Regions from separate parts of the Mus musculus genome. Here all the other regions are linked to region 2. A link is a contact called in public ChIA-PET, Hi-C and HiChIP or PLAC-seq data. All regions are on one chromosome and are shown on one strand. Each heading gives the region's core, a stretch centred on a gene start, on an enhancer-like site or on the middle of the called end of the contact. The rest is flanking DNA. Distances are from core to core; before and after follow the strand shown.

Evidence for each region. A called contact is a pair of places that touch in the nucleus more often than the background predicts. ChIA-PET counts read pairs in DNA pulled down with a chosen protein or histone mark. HiChIP or PLAC-seq counts read pairs in DNA pulled down with a chosen protein or histone mark.
Region 1: a contact with region 2 is called in a Hi-C map of rod photoreceptor, with 2.4 times the contacts expected there. The contact joins the enhancer-like site here to the promoter of Lemd2 in region 2. A contact is called at or near these places in 7 of 39 promoter capture datasets (the 3T3-L1 cell line, cranial neural crest, embryonic stem cells and 4 more), 7 of 484 Hi-C or Micro-C datasets (B cells, bone marrow-derived macrophages, cerebellum and 3 more), 9 of 115 datasets of contacts at active chromatin or transcription factors (VIP interneurons, acute myeloid leukemia, embryonic basal ganglia and 5 more) and 3 of 9 other capture datasets (adipose tissue, liver and pancreatic islet).
Region 3: a contact with region 2 is called in an H3K27ac HiChIP or PLAC-seq map of differentiating embryonic stem cells, with 3 times the contacts expected there. The contact joins the enhancer-like site here to the promoter of Lemd2 in region 2. A contact is called at or near these places in 14 of 39 promoter capture datasets (the 3T3-L1 cell line, 3T3-L1-derived adipocytes, the SN4741 cell line and 6 more), 5 of 15 datasets of contacts at CTCF or cohesin (embryonic stem cells, pro-B cells and stem cell-derived epiblast-like cells), 21 of 484 Hi-C or Micro-C datasets (bone marrow-derived macrophages, cerebellar granule neurons, cerebral cortex and 4 more), 22 of 115 datasets of contacts at active chromatin or transcription factors (the SCID.adh cell line, acute myeloid leukemia, differentiating embryonic stem cells and 8 more) and 3 of 9 other capture datasets (adipose tissue, liver and pancreatic islet).
Region 4: an RNA polymerase II ChIA-PET map of memory CD8 T cells shows a contact between it and region 2, with 16 read pairs. The contact joins the enhancer-like site here to the promoter of Lemd2 in region 2. A contact is called at or near these places in 9 of 39 promoter capture datasets (the C10 cell line, the HPC-7 cell line, cranial neural crest and 4 more), 2 of 15 datasets of contacts at CTCF or cohesin (large pre-B cells and pro-B cells), 16 of 484 Hi-C or Micro-C datasets (B cells, the Ba/F3 cell line, DN3 thymocytes and 12 more), 7 of 115 datasets of contacts at active chromatin or transcription factors (the HPC-7 cell line, acute myeloid leukemia, embryonic stem cells and 1 more) and 3 of 9 other capture datasets (adipose tissue, liver and pancreatic islet).

What each region holds. Positions count from the first base shown.
Region 1 is chr17:27,431,972-27,434,919 of GRCm38.p6, forward strand. It overlaps Grm4 (glutamate receptor, metabotropic 4), which reads right to left. Exons shown (of 11, transcript NM_001291045.2): 9 at 2,562-2,948. Among named protein-coding and RNA genes, the nearest start is that of Gm35007, 33 kb to the left of the region's middle. Within about 2 kb of position 1,275, at least 24 of the 459 cell types and tissues checked have an H3K27ac peak or open chromatin away from gene starts, as enhancers often do. A contact at or near this core is called in rod photoreceptor, where this site is marked.
Region 2 is chr17:27,203,163-27,205,862 of GRCm38.p6, forward strand. It overlaps Lemd2 (LEM domain containing 2), which reads right to left and starts at 1,276. Exons shown (of 9, transcript NM_146075.2): 1 at 497-1,276. The coding sequence starts at 1,256. It overlaps Gm34736 (a long non-coding RNA gene), which reads left to right and starts at 1,707. Exons shown (of 4, transcript XR_385492.4): 1 at 1,707-2,005.
Region 3 is chr17:27,391,804-27,394,503 of GRCm38.p6, forward strand. No RefSeq gene overlaps it. Among named protein-coding and RNA genes, the nearest start is that of Gm35007, 6.8 kb to the right of the region's middle. Within about 2 kb of position 1,283, at least 26 of the 459 cell types and tissues checked have an H3K27ac peak or open chromatin away from gene starts, as enhancers often do. A contact at or near this core is called in cerebral cortex, differentiating embryonic stem cells and hippocampal neurons, where this site is marked.
Region 4 is chr17:27,363,612-27,366,505 of GRCm38.p6, forward strand. No RefSeq gene overlaps it. Among named protein-coding and RNA genes, the nearest start is that of Mir7218, 7.0 kb to the left of the region's middle. Within about 2 kb of position 1,465, at least 41 of the 459 cell types and tissues checked have an H3K27ac peak or open chromatin away from gene starts, as enhancers often do. A contact at or near this core is called in the Ba/F3 cell line, DN3 thymocytes and memory CD8 T cells, where this site is marked.

The DNA of each region.
Region 1 (2,948 bases), core at 25-2,524, 230 kb after region 2:
CTGTCTCTGTGTGGTGGTGTTATGGAACACCCCCCTACATCCAACCTGGAGAAATGTCTCCAGCATAGCTCTCGAGGACCAGAGCTGACCTTCATAGGTGCAATCCCTGCCCGAGGCTGCTGTGAGCGACCTGAGTCCCCACTGGTGCCTTGGAATAGCTCCCAGCAGCCCCTCATCCAGTGAATCCCCCCCCCCCATGTGCTCCCCATATAGAACAGGCCCCGACTGGGGACCCATGATACTGGGTGGAAGATGACTGTGGCACCAACACTGTCAAAGCTCATTTCATGCTCGCTCGCCAGCACTAACGGTGACAGATGCTTAGCAAAATGGGAGCCCATTAATCTGGGTGTCGGATAATCCATTCTTCAATGGCGGAAGCCCTCCAAACAGAGCCCAGCAATTGCCACCGCCCTGCCCAGGTTCCCTCCCACCTCCTTCTTTGTGACAGATGATCCAGGCCTCAGCTGCTCCTCTCAGCTCAGCTGGGGCTCCAGGTGTTGACATGGAGGAGACAGGAAATGCCCCAAGTCTAGGTTCCTGCCCTAGAGTGTGGCTGATACTGTCCTCTCTCTGCAGTGTGGGGCACACGTCTGTGCTTCTTTCTGAAGAAACATGGGTCCTAAAAAAGTCGAGGCTGTCTACCCTGGCCTGTGTAAGATGCTGGGCCTGCTCCCCTCTTTGAGGCTTACAGCCCCCACTATACATTGACACAGACAGAATGGGCAACATCTCGGACTCTATGATGTGTGCACAGGAGCCCTGTGTGTGACTTTGCCCCGGGTTGTAAGTGGCACCCAGCGCTGAGCACAGTCACTGTTTCCGGATTTCCCTTTTTCAGGCCAGGAGCTTTTCTGAAGACACAGAAGGGTTAAGGGCAGCTCAGACTGGAGTTAAAGTTGCTGAAGATCTGCTCTGAAACTCTCCAGCGTCCCTAGCCACCTCAGGGTAGGAGAGTGGCCGCCCGCCTGGAGCCCAGCACCTTCCGGTGTCCCCTGTGTACAGATATATGTGGCTCCCAGAAGTGGTGGCTAGTGACTCCTTCTAGAGAAGCCAGTCTAGAGGTCCTCTAGAACTCAGGTGGCACCCGAGGCAGAGTAAGTGGGGGGAGGCCTTGGGACAGTCTAAGTGAGGGCTAGCCTGCAATGTGACTTCACTGCCTTGGGGCCAGCCTGCTACTATCCTGTTCTTTGATAGACCAGACCAGCCAGCACTGCAGCTTCTGTGTAGAGTCCTCACAGTCACCACTGCCCAGCAATGAATAGGGTTTGACAGGGGACAAAGCACAGAGCAACAGTTGTATGTGTGGACCATTGTCCCCTGTCTCTGCGCCAGGGCGGTGAGAATCACAGGGGATCTGAGTCCCCCCACCCCCCACTTTGGCTTTCACTCAGGCAGGGACTGTGGTGCTTAGACTCTGTACAAACCCAGGAACCTCCTCTATCCTGGCTGACTCTACAGCCACAATCTGCACAAGGCTGGCTGAGCAGTGACCTCACACAAAAGAGGATTACCTCATTAGATGGCTCACAGGAATACCTCACAGCTCTTAAGCCCTGAGAATCCCAGTTAAGACAGGAGAGCCACCACTGGCTCGCCAGAACAGCCCAGACTGCCTCACACAACACCCAGGGGAACCATGCACTCCTGCTAACACCTGCACACACCTACCTGACCTCACACACACACATCTGGCTGACATCCTGTCCCTACAGCTGGGTGAATATGAATATACACAGATTCATTCAGACAACTGCATGGCCACCCGTATGTACCCACCAGCACCTGAACCCCTGTGTGCACACACATACTCCTCCTTGCAGAAAGCTATGAGTCCCTCAGTACACCGGTCCCTCATGTCCACTGTCCCTGTGTGCCTCATACATAGCTCATCTACCACTGACCATGCCTGCGTGCAAAAGACCCTGCTTACATCTGTGCACACCACACACACACACACATAAACACATTTATATATACTCATTCTCTCTCTAAGGAGGCTAGTGTCCCAAGTGACTCAAAACTCAACCTCTCCTCTCTGACTCCATTTGGAGGATGGGAGAGGGCTAGCTCCGGGTAGCATGGCCACACATTGATGAGGGCAGCCTGTTACAGAGCTCGGATGTGCCCCTTAACCCTCTCTGGATTCTGAAGGGGCTATCTCCAAGGGGGGATACACCCTAGCATCTCCATCCAGATCCCAAGAAGAGCCTCTTGCAGGGCAGGAATCCAGGATGGGAGGCCCTTGGCTGTCATCTTGTGGCCTAGCAGCTACAGACACAGATGCTTGACCCCCAGGTGAGGCCAAAAGCAATTTCTCAAGCTGCCAGCTTCCTGGGGTGTGGGGTCATATACCCCAAGGGCACCCAGTAGAGGAGTGGGGCCTCTGCCTGTACCACCCTCAGCAGGAAAAAAAAAAAAAGGAAGAGATACAGAGCAAGGCAGGGGTTGGGGGAGGAGAGATTTCCAACTGGGAGAGGAAACCAAGTGAGGTTTAAAGAAAGCAGCTACAGGCTCCTGGGCTCTCAGTCCCCACACGGCCATGTTCCCTGACCACCCACCTTGTCAGCCGACTGCGAGGTGCCAAAAAAGATGGGGATGAAGGCCAGCCAGACGATGCAGGTGGTGTACATGGTGAAGCCGATGGGCTTGGCCTCATTGAAGGTCTCAGGCACGCCTCGAGTCTTGATGGCATACACAGTACACGTGACCATCAGCAGCATGCTGTAGCCCAGGAGGCAGATGAGCGACAGGTCCGAGATGTCACACTTGAGCACACCCCGGGCGAAGCGGGGGTCAAGTGTCCGCTGGTCCTGGAAGTCCACCACCGAGTGGGAGGGGTCCACCACGAACCACACGCAGATGCCAAGCAACTGCAGCGAGATGAGGACGAAGGTGATGGCCAGCTGCGAGGCGGGGCTGATGAACCGTGGGGCGCTGACCGACCG
Region 2 (2,700 bases), core at 26-2,525:
CAAGGGGTGCGGAGTCACGTAACTGAGTGTGGGCAAAGACGTCTAGGAAGTCGCCTGACTCACAGGCTCTCTCCCAACACAGCCTGCGGGGGGGGGGGGGGGAGGCTGTGCCTCACATGCACCCCTGTGGTACCAGCTTCGGCTTAGAACAACTCTCCCACACCTGAGCCACAGGCAGGGTCAGACTCCTTTTGACAAATGAAGGCCCGGTGGTGCCAGTTTTGCTGCTACAAAGCTGAGACCACGGCAGGCATTCCCCGAAGGCAGGGAAGACAAGAGGGGCAGGGGTGGGCTGACTGTCAAGAGTGTGCGTGTGGCTTTCCCTTGGAAGGACCTGGCTGTGGCTGAAAGGGAGACTCTAGAAAGACGGGGAAACAGAAAAGAGCAGAAAGTGGAGGCAGAAAGTGAGGGTCTGCAGTCGGTCGCGGCTCACAAGCCGGTCTGGGTGGGCGAACCCCGTGCCCCGGGCCCTCCCCTGCGCCGGCCCGGGACGTACTGTTGTCCTCCGCCTCCTGCGGCGCCGAGGGCTTGCCCATCTTCACCCACAGGATGGCCAAGAAGCCGAGCAGCAGCCCCAGGCTGGCCCAGAGCAGGAGCCGAGACAGGCAGCGCTCCAGCCACCGGCCCACCTCGGGTCGGGTCCGCCCGGCGCCCGCCGAGCCGGTGCGCGAGCCCTTCAGGCCGGGGCGAGCGTCGGCGCCGAGGAGCGCCGAGTGCGGCCGCGCAGAGGCCGACGGCGGGGCCCACCAGTGGCGGCCCCGGCCCGGGGCGTGCCTGTCCGGCGTTCGTGTATCCTCGTCATCCTCCGAGCTGCCCCGGACCGAGGCGCGGCGTCGCAGCGGCCCGGGCCCGGCGTGGGGCGGGTAGGAGAGGCCGCGGCTCGCGGCCCAGGGAGAGGCGGAGGCCCCGAAGTTGCCGTACGGCCCCGAGGCGTCGGAGGCCGCGCTAGGCGCCGGCGGGGAAGGCGACAGCGGCCAGGGCTCCGAGCGCAGGACGCTGGCGGCGGGCCGCGCGCGCAGCGGCGCTTCCTCGCGTAGCCGGGCCTCCTCCCGCTGCCGCTCGGGGCCCCGCGGCCCGGCGTCCTCCCGCGGCCCGGCGTCCTCCCGCAGCCGCTCGTCGTCGCGCAGCCGGGCCTCGCCCCGCAGGCGGCGCAGCTTGTTGCGGTAGACGTTCCGCGTGGTGTCGGTGATGGGGCCTGGCTGGAAGCCCAGGGCCTGCAGCTCTCGCCGCAACTCCAGGTCCGACAGGCCGGCCATGGCCAGGACACCGCCCCCTCGCCCGCCCCCGGCGCGCACCGCACCCGGAACTGCTCCCGCCGGCAGCCGCGGCGGAGCGGGCGGGGCCGCGCGCCATGATGGGAAGGGCGACCACGGACGCCATATTGGGAAGGGCGGCGCATGGAGGCTATGTCCGCCATGATGAAAGGCGTCTGTGTCGGCCTGGCGCCGCCATGTTGGTGAGGTCAAAGGGTTGGTTTGGTTACTGTTTTGTTTTGTTTTACTTGTGTGTGCAGGTGCTTTCATCTCTTCCCCCCGCCCTCTAGCTTATCTTTATCTGTCAGACCTAGCAGTGTTTATCCTAACGCAGCGTTAGCACGTGGTAAACGTTCAATGGAATGTTGATTTACTTAATGGATGAGCTCAATGGTGTAAGAAAACCACCGCCATTAATAGAGATCCGGCCCACTTGCCAGTCTCCGGATGGGCGTCGAGGCTGTGTGTCGGATTTGGGTGGTGGAGTAACCGCCCGGCATGCTCTCCAAGACCTTATCTTGACTGCTGCTTCAGGCCAGCTTCAGGCATGCACTTGGTCGACACTGAAACTTCAGGAGTGTGCACCCTTGGGACTGGAGAGATAGAAGACTCTGGGCGTAACAACACTTACAGAGGAGCTAGGGTTTGGACATCAGTGGCTGGTCACGTCATGGACAATTCCAATTCCAGAAGATCTGGTATCTTTCTCTTCCGGTCTCTGCTGGCATGGTATGAACCTGGTGCACATACAAGTGGGTAAAACACTCGCACATAAAATAAATATATTTTTTTAAGGTGCAACTCTGAGACAGATTGATCCTCTGTGGCCACGGGTGACCCAAAATGTCCTCATAGGTGGATCCCTATACTCTGAACTCTTAGGGGCAAATACCTATGCCCTAGGTTCCCGTAAATGTTGGAATTCTCTTGGGTGATGGGATCGGGAGACCCGTGTCTTACGGTTTAGGGGATGATCTGCAGAGTCTTGCAGTTTGATCTCCAATCTGCAACCATTTAGTGTGTGGTAATTTCCAATTAACATTTCTAGCCAGCTTCCCATAACTCCCTAGAGGGCTGCTATAAGGATTAGAAGAGACCTTCAGGACAGGGCCTGGAGCGCACTCCTCCCTTAGACAAATCTGTGCAGTGTTGGAGTTGGGAGCCTTGAGGGGGTGGGGGCAGTGATGTGGTTACCCTTACCCGTCCCCCCACCATCTAACAAACACAGTTCATGGCCTCACCCTCTCCCCTTGCTGTTCCTTCCACATCCTTCACCCATCACCTCCCTTTTCCTGGCAATATTGCAGCTCCAGCTTCCCAGCCCTCGAGATCTCCCTGCAGCTCTACCTGCCACCCTCCCTGCCTTCCCTGAGACCCTGGGCCGTGCTCCTCTGTCAGAGTTTCATCGCTCTGTCGCTTGTTAAACCCCAGGAGTATTCAGTGCCGG
Region 3 (2,700 bases), core at 33-2,532, 190 kb after region 2:
TGGATAATTCCTGGGGGGCGGGGAGAAGAACCACCTCTGCCAGGTGATTCTAGATTGTCTTAGGTTCACAATTAAAACCACTGCAAGGCTAGAAGTCACAGCTAATGCTGGAGGTTAGGGTTAGGGTTGAAAGTTAAGATTAGAGGTTAGGGTATGGTTTAGGAACCCCAGAGCAAGCGCTGAGAAATCCCTGAGCCTCCACCCTTCCGTGAATGGTCACAGGCATCTTGAATCAAATCTGGATAGCACAGACCCAGCTAACCCTCCCCCAAGGGGCAGGGAGGGGTGCTCTCTGAAGTCCCATGGGTCTCTGTAGAGTCCCCCTGAAATTAATGCTTTTCAATAGAAAAGAACTTAGGTAACAAGTCAAACCCTGTATTCTCAGATTGGCATAGAACACTTACCACGACCCCACTTACTGACACTGACTAGAGCTCTCGGGCCCACTGGATCCAGTAGAACTAGCCAGGTTCTACTTGCCATCCTAGAGCCACTGAGACCCCTCCCCTGCTCCTCCCCATACTCTAACATACCCCCTCTCCTTATGACTCTGTCCTAATCCAGCCTTACCCAAGGCTGCTTGGCGGCAGGGGCTGAAGTGGAGCTGGACCCACGGTGAGACACTAAGTCCTGGGAGCATCTCAGCTCTATAGGTCGGGCTGCTGAGAGGTCTGAGAAAGGGCCTGAACTTCCTGGCCTAGATTCCTCTGCCAACTGTGAATCGGGAAACCAAAGCCCCTCCCTCGTGATTTGATGTGTGGCGCTGAGCTCTGCTGCAGGCACCTTGCAACCCTTCACAAGGTTCTAGAAGGGGTCAGTAAGGCGGCCCAGCAGGGAAACATGCTCGCAACCAATCCTGATGACTTGAGTTTGATCCCTGGGATTCATATGATAGGAGAGAGCCAAGTCCTCCAAGTTGTCCTCTGAGCTGCACTTGTACACATGTATGCCGTGGTGCTTGCAATAAACAAATAAGTGTATCGAGAAATTTCAGTGCTCCTATGTGACATCACCCAGCCCGTTCCTCTCCCAAAGCTTCTCAGACCCAAACTCCCGGACCCCTCGCCTGCTCAGGCAGCATCTCCCCACCCCACATGCTAGCAGAATATCCCCCCATTCCTCCTCATACTCCCTTGGTGATCCATTCACAGTGCCACCCCTCCCTCCCCCATCTCTATCCCGCCTGTCCCTCCCCCAGCCTGCTGCTGCTGACGGTGACATCAGCTCTGGCTAGTCTCAGGCTCCCTTTGGGCTCTCCTCCTGCACACCAGCTGCTGAGATCTTTCTCAATTACAAATCAGATCATGTCTGCGCGCAACACTTCAGGGGCTCCCTGTGGCGTAAGTCACAAGTCCCGGCCCCTGTTGCCCCAAGCATAAACTGCTTTCCAAGCCAGACCTCCCTGTGGCTGATAGCATCTACAAGGGCTTTCCTGCACAGCTAATCCCCCCGCCACTGTGTCCCTGGAAAGAGCCAAGATCCTTAGTGGGTCTCCGCAGCTTCTGCCTCCACATCCTCACACCTGGGTCCTGCTAGACTTTGAGCAATAACTCCCCAGGGCCCTTCCCCAAGCCCGCCAATGGGCCCCCAACCAGACAGCCTCCATGCCTGTCTCTTGGTGTCTCGGCATGTGACACTGTGATTCCAGGGTACCAGGGATATGTTGAACCCTAGGGGACACCAAAATCATGTCCCCTCTTTAGACCTCAGCCTTATGGTTAAACCATGTGTGCATAGCCATCTCTACTTCTGGAGAGATGACTCAGCAGTTAAGAGCACTGTCTGCTCTCCCAGAGAACTCAAGGTGCCCAGCAGCCACAAGGATGCTCACAACCATCTATAACTGCAGTCCTTAGGGTTCTAACGCCCTCTTCTGGCCTCCGCGGGCAGTGCGTACACATGGTGCACAGATACACATGCAGGCAAGACACCAGTACTCACATACATACATACATACATACATACATACATACATACTAGAAAATTAAAATAAAATAAAAAGTAAATCTTAGGCAGAGAAAGGAGACAGGCTGAAGCAGGCTTGAGACAGTGTCGGCAAGGGACTGGTTGGTCCTCAGGAGAGTCTCTTGCATGGAGGAACGGGGTGAAGTAGCTACCGCTGCCTGTCAGTCCCGAGGAGAGGAGATCTGGTGCCAGAGGGAGGGGTTCCAAGTAAATGGAATGGTAGGTAACCCAGCAGGGTCAGCAAGGGTGGGGTGCAGATGGAGTGGGGGTGTGGGACACAGAGAGACAGACCCCGCTAGCCCGTGCTGCTTTGCAGATGCTAGGGAAAGTCTGTCGCTCTTCCACTGGGACCTCTGGGAATTGGAGCTGCCTAGTCCCTGGCAGTCACCAGTCAGAAGTGGCCCAAGGCCATGACTGCAATTTAAAATGGCCTTCAATAAAACAGCACAATAAAGCCACACTGCAGAGCAGTGCTGACGAGCAAACACTTCCCTTGAAGAGTCAGAATCTGTGGTGGGGACAGCACAGCACTGGGGGTAAGGAACACAGGCCTGGCTGGCCAGGACAGAAGCCTGGATGATGGTTGGTCCCCAGACATCCGAGGAGAACCAGGCTTCCTACGTGGGGGGGAGGATGCAGGCCCACCTGTGCTGAGCTCACCTTGAAGGGAGCTGTGGGAGGAACAACCATGCTGTCTGGAAGATGAAGGAACTGTTTATGCTGATAACTTACTCT
Region 4 (2,894 bases), core at 215-2,714, 160 kb after region 2:
CCATGATGTCTGCTCTTGTTCCTCCTGAAGGTCCCTCAAAGGTCAATGTGTTAAAATGCTTGTTCCCAGCTTGCCTCTAGTCTCAGTGTTGTTAAGAGAGAGGAGCCTGGAGGGCTCCTTTGAGTCATTGGGGGTGTTCCCTCCAGGGCAGTGTGAGGATCAAATCTCAAAGCCTTTGTACTTCTGGGCCAGGAGGGAATGGTTTCTCACCTCAGCATACTCCCACCCATGATGAGTGGTCCACCTCAACAGAGGTCTAAAAACAACACAGCCACCTAGCTGAAGGTTGCAGCCTCTATAGATGTCAAAATAAAAAAAAAAAAATTGATCTGTTCTTATTCAGTAAAACAAGCCTTGAACTTCTTACTCTCCTGCCTCTCCTTCCTGAGTGCTGGGATTACAGAATTGTACCATCACACCCGACTTACAAGTCGGCTACTGGGGTATTTGTTGTCATGGCAGGAAGCTGGCTGGCGGCCTCAGATCTGGTGATGGAATCTCAGTTGTGAGGGCACATGACGGCACTGGTGCCCAAGAAAAGAGACAAAGCCAACGGTGTGGGAATTAAAAAAAACTTGTGCTTCAAAGATTCAAGAACAAGAAGACAATGTGCAGAAAAGGTGACGCTCTCTGCAAATTGCACCTCTTAGCAGTGGACTCTGTCTGATATCAAGGACTCTGAGGACTCAAAAAAGACAAGAGATAAATGATTTAAGCAGAAATGTCTTCAGCGTCTAAATGGCAGTCAGATCTGGTCCACCATGAAACATCATTAGCCTCCAAGGGAGTGAAATCAAAGCCTCAGTGAGATGCCACCTTACACTGGGATGGGCAATCTCGAACCTTCTAGAAGGACTGGTGAAGTAGAAGGATCTGAACCTCCCTCCTTGGGTGGAATTTGACAAGACCTCTAGGGGAGGGGTCTGGAAGTTCCAGAACAGTCACAGGCTGAGGAACCCCACCCACCCCTTGGTGGACGCCCACAAGAACGGAAAGCTTACGTCTACACGGCTTCCTTTCGATGCCAGGTGGAACAGCACAGAGGTAAGTGCCCCAGTGTTGGATGGATGTGTGTCCAGTGAGCATGTGCAGTGGGGGTGGTGGGGGGAGGGCATGCATCCTCATCTCTCTGGGATAGATGCCTAGGAGTGAAATGCTCATCATATACTGTAGGTAACGATTTTTAAAGTGACCACACAAGCAGGCAGTGTGACACACACCTGTACTCCCAGCACTTGGGGAAGGAAGGCAGGAGAATCGGGAGTTCAAGGGTCAGCCTGGGCTACTATGTAAGACCCTCTTACAAACAAACAAACAAACAAACAAAAAAACAATGAAAATCCAGCCACACAGTTTTCTAAAGCCCTCTTCCATTTTACATTCTCAGGCAAAGTGGCGCTCAAGCTGAGACCTCACAGATAGGAAGTGGTCAGCCAGGCAGAGAACAGGAAGAAGTCTGGGATGCACTGGCAGCTGTGGCGGCAACAGCACCAACAGCAGCAGCCTCCTCTGCCACAGCCACCACCACAGCAGGAGTGAACTCACACCTGAGGTCCCACAAAGTGGTTGCTGGAGGACTCAGGAGAAGGCTGGTAAGATCTGCACTGAGGAACCCGTGAGGACCCGAAGCGCAAGCCTGGCGATAGCATGGCCATAGGGATGAGAGGTGAATGTGAGGGACAAGGACTCCATGGGACACAAATGCCAGGCAGCAGCCTAAAGTGGGGCTAACTTGCCTATGAACTCTTAGCCTCAAGAATGCTGGGTAAATGTCTTAACCTCTGTGACTATGAAATGGGAGCCAACTAACTCCCTGTGGCAAGAGGTTCTGAGACCTGTACTGACAGACGGGAGGGCCAAAAGAAGCTGGGTGAGAAGGCCCAGGTGTTTGTTAGCTTAGGGTGGTCACACTAGGCTCCTCCCAGCCACCTAGCAACAACTTATGTCATCACTTGCCTCTGTATGGGCAACTAATAAACGACTGCTCTCAGGTCTTCATGCAGGTCCCTCAACCAACTGGAGCCAGGGCTGTTCCTGAGCCTAATGTCTACCTGCCAGCCTGTGGGTCCCTTGACTGGCCTCAGTGAGGATGTGTCTAGTCCCATAGCAAATGATGTATGGGCTGAGGGGGTGGGGAGCCTGGGGGTGACACCCAGAGGAGGGGGTTCTATTAGATCTGTCAGAGGTGGGTGGGACTTCATCCTCCCTGCAATACTAATGGTCACATCAGGAGTGCTGGGGACCAGCCGAGCAGCAATGTGCCTTTATTAACAAGGCAGTACCAGCTGGTCTCTGTGATGTCAGCAGTGGCAACTGAGAGGAGCCAGCACCAGGCCAGGGGCAGGTGTGACAGAGGCAGGGGAAGCCAGGCCACAGGCCTCTCTCTCAGCCTTACTTGGCCTCTGACCTGCTCCCTCCATTCTCTGCCACTTGAGGAAGTTTCTCCTGGGGCTGCGGCCTGCCCCTTTGGGCTGTGCCTGCGACGGGAATCTGCCCACTCTTAACTGTCAGGCCTGATGCTTCACTGCCCTAACAACACAGAGTCCCCTAGGGAGTGCCAGCCTGCAGGGAGGAGACCCTTGCTGGACACCAGTGTCTGTGGGTGTCCCCAAGCACTCCGTATGCAGCTCCCCGGCGCCAGCCCTGTCACCCACCTGTCCCTGCTCCCCCCCACCCCGGGGAAGGCGCCCTCTATGGGCCATCCACTCAAGCTGAGTCAACTGCCTTAGCCAGGTTTAGAGTAGAAGAAACCCAGGCAGAGATGGAATGAGTGGCTTATACACAGACACAGGGAGCAGGGGCTGAGTGCTTAGCAGCTCCGCAGATAACAATGTCTGAGAAACCAGAGCACAGCCAAGCTCTCTTCCCAAAGAGCAGCCACTCACCCTGAGGTG